Linked DNA regions of Sus scrofa: all the other regions are linked to region 2. Evidence: chromatin contacts called from public promoter capture Hi-C data. All regions are on one chromosome and are shown on one strand. The core of a region is the stretch at or near the end of the contact, and the rest is flanking DNA. Distances in the headings are between cores, read along the strand shown.

Evidence for each region. Promoter capture Hi-C pulls out the DNA fragments that hold promoters and counts their contacts.
Region 1: a promoter capture Hi-C map of liver shows a contact between it and region 2, with 2.5 times the contacts expected there. The contact joins the promoter of RIDA here to the promoter of MTDH in region 2. A contact is called at or near these places in 2 of 5 promoter capture datasets (fetal liver and liver) and 1 of 2 datasets of contacts at active chromatin or transcription factors (alveolar macrophages).
Region 3: a contact with region 2 is called in a promoter capture Hi-C map of liver, with 6 times the contacts expected there. The contact joins the promoter of RPL30 here to the promoter of MTDH in region 2. A contact is called at or near these places in 2 of 5 promoter capture datasets (fetal liver and liver) and 2 of 2 datasets of contacts at active chromatin or transcription factors (alveolar macrophages and skeletal muscle).

The regions. Positions count from the first base shown.
Region 1 is chr4:38,654,983-38,657,682 of Sscrofa11.1, reverse strand. It overlaps RIDA (ribonuclease UK114), which reads right to left and starts at 1,413. Exons shown (of 6, transcript XM_001928953.5): 1 at 1,226-1,413. The coding sequence starts at 1,290. POP1 (ribonucleases P/MRP protein subunit POP1) reads left to right here and starts at 1,479. Exons shown (of 16, transcript XM_003481375.4): 1 at 1,479-1,593.
Region 2 is chr4:39,111,912-39,114,611 of Sscrofa11.1, reverse strand. MTDH (metadherin) reads left to right here and starts at 1,307. Exons shown (of 12, transcript NM_001244623.1): 1 at 1,307-1,960. The coding sequence starts at 1,580.
Region 3 is chr4:38,715,447-38,718,146 of Sscrofa11.1, reverse strand. It overlaps RPL30 (ribosomal protein L30), which reads right to left and starts at 1,267. Exons shown (of 5, transcript NM_001190178.1): 1 at 1,181-1,267; 2 at 1,028-1,079; 3 at 623-768. The coding sequence starts at 1,048.

The sequences.
Region 1 (2,700 bases), core at 164-2,663, 460 kb after region 2:
GGCAGTTTCTTAAAAATATAAACATACACATAACATACAACCCAGCAATTTCTTTCCTAGGAAACTACCCAAAAGAAATGAAAACATATGTTCAAAGACTTTACATGACTATTCAGAACAGCATTATTCTTGATAGCAAAAATTAAAAACAAAAAAATAAAAAACACTCACTGATACATGCACCTAAAGACTACATACTATTTGATTCTACTTACATAAAATTCTAGAAACAAACAAACAAAAAAAGCAGTAGAAAATAGATTAGTGGCTGCCTGGGAGGTAGGTATGGGGATTGATGAGTGAGAATTTTTTGTAGGGGCTCGGCAGAGGTGTGTGGGGGTGATGTAAATATTCAAAAACTTGACTGTGGTAGCAAATGCATAATTCTATATAGTTACCAAAACTCATGGAACTTTCCATTAAAATGGGTGAATTTTACATGTAACATATGCCTCAATAAAGCTGTAAAACAAAAGAAAGCAATGCCAAAGGCACTCTCAAGAAAATAATTAGACAAGGTTAATCATTGCTGAAGGATCAATTAAAGATCCACCTGTGAGGTTACACGTGCCAAGTACTTTTGGAACTTTTTTTTTTTTTTTTTTTGTAATGAGAATACTAAGTTTCAGAATTAGGATAAAATCACAGGAAAAAGCATAAGTTACACGATACCTGAAAGCTAAACGAACTTTATTTATTTTTGGATAAAGAAAGCCCCACCATTGTTTCTTAATTGTGATAAAAAAGTATTTATCAAACATAAAATGTACCATTTTGAAAACCATTTTTAGGTATACAATTCAATGGCACTGAATACCTTCGTTGTAAAAAGTTTATAAACAAACTTTAATATCAATTTAACTTTGTAAGTAAAGTTTGTTTTACCATTTCACCTTTATTATGAAACAAGATACTCTCATTTCTAATTTTCTAGTTACCTATATTTTGTGTCCTAACATGTTGCAAACTTCATGACGTCTCCCTCTGATTTCCCGACTAAATCTTTTTTCTTCATAATTTTAAATATACAATTGATGATTTTAAATTCGTAGTGGGTCTCCGGGTGCATTGCCCCCTTTCCCAGGTTCAGTTTCCCGGCTCAGTGTGTCCGACGAGGTTGCCCGCAATGACCTCGGAGGACCACCGCAGCTCGGACCGGATTGGCCCAAGCCCCAAGCCAGACCCCACCCGCCCGAGTCCGTCCCGGCTCCACGGCCATCTGTACCTGTAAGGACCAATGGCCGCTGGGGCTTTCACAGTACTGATCACCTTTCTGACCAAAGCCGACATGCTAACGCTTTTCTCTGGAGGCCACTCCTAGACAACAACCTCGTAAAGCGTTCCCACTGGCGTTTCTGGAGACTAATCAGCCGGGGCTGGAGTTCCTGTTTTAAAGCGTCACCCGGGGCTGGGTTCGCTGAGAATTCTGGGAATTGTAGTCTCCGTGCGACTCTGGGCCACGTGGAGGCCACGTCTCACCGGCGCATGCGCCCTCTAGCTCGCTCGCCACGCACGTCGGCGTCGTGACTGCCGCAGAACGTTGTCATTTCTGACCCCGGGCTTGCTGGCTTCCAGCCGCAGAGCATCTGGCAGGTAGGTTTTGAGGGGTTGGAGTCTACCAGGGTCCACGAGGATGGGAGGAGTGTGTGTCAGTCCCTCCACCGGTGCCGGAGCACTGGCTAGGCTCCCCTCCCTCTCTTTCCCCTCACTCGCTGACCTACTCTTCCCCTGTTGCCTTCTTTTCCCCACGGCCCCTCCTTCTGTTACCCGAAAAGTAGCTTCACCTCTTGGTGGGTATCAATCCAGAACCCTCTCTTCCCCCCGCCAAAACAACAAAAAACCCAACTGAGCCAAAGTTTGGGAGAAGGAAGTACTTCTTACTTGCTATGCACCGGCGATTGGAAGAAGAAAGTGCTTCTTACTTGGTGAACACCCGTGATCTTTCCAAAAGCAACCGAGAAATTGGGGAACTTTTAAGCTAACGTATATGTGTATTCATGAAGGGGCTTGAGCAGAGAAGAATTTAGCATAGAATTGGGGCAAAGGGCAGCAGAGTCCAAACTTAGTTGATTGAAACCTCAAGGGTCAGAAAAAAGGTCAGCATCCCTCAGGTTCCAGTTGATCTGATGATTGAGTGTCCAAGGCGGGTTCAAATAATGCAAAACAGATCAAGAAAGTACGTCAGGCTGATCTTTACCGCAGCAGCAGATCTGGGAGTTTACAACTGATTTTTGTTCTTGCTACTTTTCTTGTCTTAGTTTCCCTTAAGATCATGATTACTGCGACATTCAAAGGCAAGCATTGAGGCCAGGCTTAGATCACAAAATGACTTAAGCCAAAAATGGATGGCTTCTCTGATGTCAAGAAAGCCATCCCTGGTTCTCTGTCTCCAGGAACCTCCTACCTCATCTACTTACACTTCCGCTCCTGTGCTGGAGCCACCTGTGTTTGTCGTTTCTCTGGATTGCCCCACGGGGCAGATGCCATCCTAGGGGAGGCCATTGTACCCATCTACCATCCAAAAGGAATAAGGGGTCGTTGAGGAGAGCACGCTGAGACCTGGGCAGTGTTCACCTCCCGCCTCTCCCATGCTCCCTTTTCTGGAATGTTCTTGAGCTTTACTGGGTGTCTGTGTGTTCCCTTTCCATCTCAATAGACACCAGCTGACTGAGATCTGAATTCAAATAGGTTATTGATCTT
Region 2 (2,700 bases), core at 58-2,557:
TATTTTATTTATTATTTACCAAACTCCTTTCCACCCATTAATCACAACATGCATTACAACGCCACTGCAAAAGTAGGTCAAAATACTCCTAAATACATTTTTGGCACTCTGTACTTATTAATATTACCCCTTTCCTAGTCTTTGAAAAAGTCTGTATTTAGTTCACTTAGGACACTTGCTTACACGCTAATTATTAGCTAATGATAAAACACTGAGTTTCCTTACAGGGAAATGTAACTTCAAAAATCTAAAGCAGCCCCCAAATATAATCTTTGTAATTAAGATCTGAAAATTCATTTCTACCCAGATATGGTCAGCACAGCATACAAAAATAGAAGTTTTATGTATAACTGAGTCACTTTGCTGTACAGCAGAAATTAGCACAACGTTGTAAATTACCAAGAATTTTTAAAAAAATTTTTAAATAGAATTTTTGGAAACTCCTTTTGTGAACTTGCATAAAAGCTTAAAGCACAAGGAAACTTACCTCTATATGTATAATACAATCTAACGTGTTTCTCATTATTTCTTGCTGAAGCTCGAAATGAGTAGGAAAATAACGCTGTCCATGGGCTTTCCACCTTTTGAGTTCCACTAACTGACAGCACGAAGAGCAAGAGTGGAGTGAAACCACGCGAAAGCGCCCTGGCCGGACAGGCAAATGGTAGGCACGCAATGCGGGTAAGGTGGCCCTGAAGAATACAAACCCCATTTGACAACTAAATAAACTCAGGCCCTCGAAGAAGAGTGCCCAGCTCCAGACTCAGCTGAGCCCACGCTGGAACCATTTAGTCGCCCCAGGGTGAAAAAAGCGCTTCCACTTCAACACCTCTCCCAGAAAAAGAACGAAGAAAACAGACACCTACTGAGGCGACTTTGACCTAGAACCTGTGACCCGGTTCCTCGCTCTTCGCCCTCTTCCACACCCCCCGCAGCCCCCAGCCTTCCTCGAGAGCCCCTCCCCTGGACTCATTCAAAGCGCCACGTCTCCCAGCTCCCGGCCACCAGCCACCCCGAAAAGGCTTCCTCCAGTTAACCCCTCCTAGCCTTCCGCCCAGAGTCACCCGTACCCAAAGCGCGGCGCCTCCACCAGGCCCAGATGTGTCACCACCAGCCGCCGCCACGGCGGTTCCCTCGCTCCAACAGCTCCCGCCCAGCCCGGCCTCGCTCGCGCCCACGTGACACCCACGCCACGCCCACCTGCTCCCACGTGACCCGCGGCCCTGCTCGACGTCTCTGCGCGCGGCGTGGGTCGCGGCCGCAGCCGCCATTGTTCCGCCGAAGGAGGACAGCGGGGCCTGGCACTGGCGCCGACACGCCGCTTAGCGGCCGCCACTGGAGACACTCCCTCCCGCCGCCCCCCTCCTCTTGGCGGCGGCGGAGTGAGGCTGACAAGGGGGAACTGGGAGCCCCCTCTCCTGGCGACAGGAGCGGCCGATCCCCGGCCCCGGCGCGAGGGGCGGCCGCGATGCGCTCGGCCTGAGGCAGACCGGCCCGGCCCTTCCTTGCTTCCCTTGACTGTCCCACGGCGTCTGTGCGCCCCAGCGTCATCCCGAGAGTCCCCCTGACGGGAGGGAAGATGGCTGCACGGAGCTGGCAGGACGAGCTGGCCCACCAGGCCGAGGAGGGCTCGGCCCGGCTACGAGAAATGCTCTCGGTCGGCCTAAGCTTTCTGCGCACCGAGCTGGGCCTCGACCTGGGGCTGGAGCCGAAGCGGTACCCGGGCTGGGTGATCCTGGTGGGCACGGGCGCCCTCGGGCTGCTGCTGCTCTTCCTGCTCGGCTACGGCTGGGCCGCGGCTTGCGCCGGCGCCCGCAAAAAGCAGAGGAGCCCGCCCCGCAAGCGGGAGGAGGCGGCGGCCTCGCCAGCCCCGGCCGCTGATGACCTAGCCCTGCTCAAGAATCTCAGGAACGAGGAGCAGAAGAAGAAGAACCGAAAGAAATTGCCCGAGAAGCCCAAAGTGAGTAGGGGAGGAGCGGTGGGAGAGTGAGGGCGAGGGGCCGGCGTGGAGCCCCTTGAGCGGAGCCGGAGGCCGAGCTCCAGTAGCCCCAGTCGGGAATGGAAAAGGGAAGGAGTGAGATCAGTCGGGAGCCGGGGCGCAGGTCTCCCCGGACGGAGGAGGTGATCGGTGGACACGTTACTTGGAGAATGGTGGAAACTCAGGAAGTATAGGACGGGTGGATACGAGCAGTTTCAAGGGAGGAAGTTAGACGGTATGGGGTAGGTTCAAATAAAAGCGCCTAGAAGTCAAGTCTTTTTCGGGAACCCAGACCGCCGGAATGACATACCAACTCTCTGAGGCCTACTGGGCAGGCTGCATGTGTGTGTGGAGGGCGATGGGACCTTAAGGTGGTCCTGGGAAGTTGTGGCAAGACTGCGCCTGGGCACACAGAGCCGGGTTCAAGTCACATTGAGGTGGTTGTCAGGGGAGGAGATAACGGTGACCTAAAAATGTGGGGGGGATCACACGAGGATTAAAGGTACCCAGGTCTAGACGCGCTTCCATTTTAGTTGGGACTGTTGAAGGGAAATGGTTGCCCACTCTCACTCTGGTGAATGTGGCCAATGGAGGCCGGCACAGGAGCAAGGCAAGAGGGAGTCTAGTCTGTTGGCTAATGTACCTCGGGGGGACGTGGTCCTGAAAGAGCGCTAAGGCAAGTGCAAGTCCAGCTAAGTGGTGAGAGAGGATTTGAGACAGAG
Region 3 (2,700 bases), core at 18-2,517, 400 kb after region 2:
AAACATCAAAGGTTTGGGATGTGATACAAGAAGAGAGCTCTCCAGGCATTACCAATGAAGCACAGACACTACGAAATGCTGAGAGATTATGCATTCTCATAGAAAATTAACAGCAGTGGGGGACTGAAAACAAGGCTTATACTCTGCATGGTCCAAATTTCCTTAACTTATTCACAACACCCACTGAATTCAGTATCAAAACAGTGAATTGAACAAAAACTGGGTGAACAAGGAGCCTGCAACTCCACAGGCCAACTTGAACTTTTCTGCTCTCCACTGAAACAAGTTCATAAGATGAAGAAGCCTTTTTATAGTTAAAAGAATGACCAAAGAGGCAGGACACCTGGGGAAAAAAAATTGTCTGTGGTGCCCTCAACCTTTGAGGTTCTGCCACACACTTCTCCCATAGAGAACCTTAGAGGAGGAGAGAACACGAGGAGGGGGAGAAAAACAAAGAGCCAAACGCAACAACAGCAACCATTAAGTTATTCTGCAAGTGTTCCCCTGTATACAAATTTTACACGATACCCAGCTCAAGCTACCTAGATTGCAAATTTACATTTCTGGATACTGGCTCAGGATGAATTTGCATTGGGCAACAAACTCAGGTTCCTTCGATTACCTCAAGGCTGGGCAGTTGTTGGCGAGGATGACCAGTTTCGCTTTGCCTTGTCTGATCATTTTCAGAGTCTGCTTGTACCCCAGCACGTACTTTCCACTTTTCATAACCAGCTGGAGCCGAGAGTTGATTGACTCCAGCGACTTTTTCTACAAAGCAAACATTTAATACGGACTTCAAGACCTTGTTACCGCTCAAAACTGGATCCAGCTTCCTGAAAGCTGAACTCCTTAATAAAATCTCAGAAATTGAATCTCCCAAGTCACTAAGAGAACCTCTTGGGTTCCTTTTAGAACATGCCAAGGCCAATGAGCACTCTGTCTGCCCAGTGTACTTAGACCTGCCCGCCCAAGACCAGACTCATCCCTCCACGTGAAAAGGATTCCGGCTCCGGCGCGCTTCACTCACCGTCTTCTTTGCGGCCACCATCTTCCTGCCTTAGGCGCGGGACGCCCCCAACCTAAAACATAGAGAAGAAGAAATTTAGGAATCGGAGATCCAAACGGCAACTCCCTGGGCTCCCCGCATTGCCGAAACCCCGGCTCGGCGGAGCCCACTCACCACAAGCAGCCGCCAAGATGGCCGGGGAGCAAAAAAGGAAGGAGTTCCCACAATGCCAAGCTCTTCGCAGCGGAGCAGGGAGGACGCGACCGGAAGCGGAAGCGAACCGCAACGGAAGGGACGGGGCAAAAGGAGGACCCTGCTGGTTGCTATAGGACCTTCTAATTGGTTTGGCAGCGGGTGTGCTCCTCCAGCCTGCGAAGCTTAAACCTCACCTGCAGCGAATTCCGCTGCTCCCTGCGGCGGACTGAGCAACCGAGGGAAGTCGGACCGGCCGGGAGTTGGAGAGGCCGACCGAGAGAGAGATAGGCGGGAGGGGCGGTGGGAAGAGGCAGCAGCAGCTGGCCCTCGGTCTTAGTGCGGATGAGCTCATCTCTGCCCAAAGCTGTGGTTCTTGACGGAGTGTGAGAGGACCCGGGTGCGCCTTTGGTTCCACCTGACAGAAAAAGCTGCGCGCACTCCCCTGCCGTCGCCCAAACTGCCTGTCCCTGGGAGAACAGCGGCGCCCTGCGTTGGTTCACCTTAAACTCACCTCTTTTGTAGCCGTTTTAGCCTGACCTTGTAAGCGGAATCTTCACAGAGAGCGATAAACAGGGCTGATTTTAAAATCTTTTTGCTGGGAACATTGGACCTTGAAATAAATGTCCAGTGACGAATCATTAGAAATACTAGGCACAGAAAGTCTCTCACTACCACACACAGACTCACATCAAACCAGTAGATCTTCTGTCATCGTGTGTCAACTTTTAGCAATCTGTCGTACAGAAAGTCACACCTGCTCAAAGACACGAGAATAAGGATATTTCAGCATTTATTTATTTTTTGTTAGCGCCACGGCCTGTGGAAGTTCCCAAGCCAGGAATCGAACCATCGTCCCAGCAACGACCAGAGCCGCTGCAGTGACAATGCTAGGTGCTTAACCTGCTGCGCTACAAGGGAACTCCTCGGCGTTTTTTAATAGCAAAAAGAAACAACCTCAAATGTTCATCATGCTTAACCTAGATACATGTTTGTATATATGCATAGAAACTTCATGTCTGGAAAGCTAATCATCAAAACAGCTCTGGTTGAAAGATGAGAAAATTAGGTGGTAAGGAGAGAACATTTACTTGATAGATTTCAGTACTGCTTGAATTATTCTACAATGAATTACTTTACAGCATGTATTGTTATGTAAAATATTTTAAACAATGAACATGGGCTATATAATGGAGTAGGTTATTTTAAATAGATTTTGTTAAATAGTATATCTTAAAGTGGTATTTTTCAAAGTATGGCTCCCAGATCATCTGATTGAGAGTCACTTTGAATTCTGATTCCTAGGCCCCACCCATGTCTGTGAAAGATATCTTTGGACATGGGGCCTGGGAATATGAGTTTAATAAGCAGCTTCCATGGTTCTTGTAAGTACTAAAATTGGAGAAGTAGAGAACTAAAGAATGAGATAGCCTAGTTGGTTTTGAGGCATGCATGCAGATACAAACTAATGATGCCCTACACTTTTATAATGAGCTCTATAC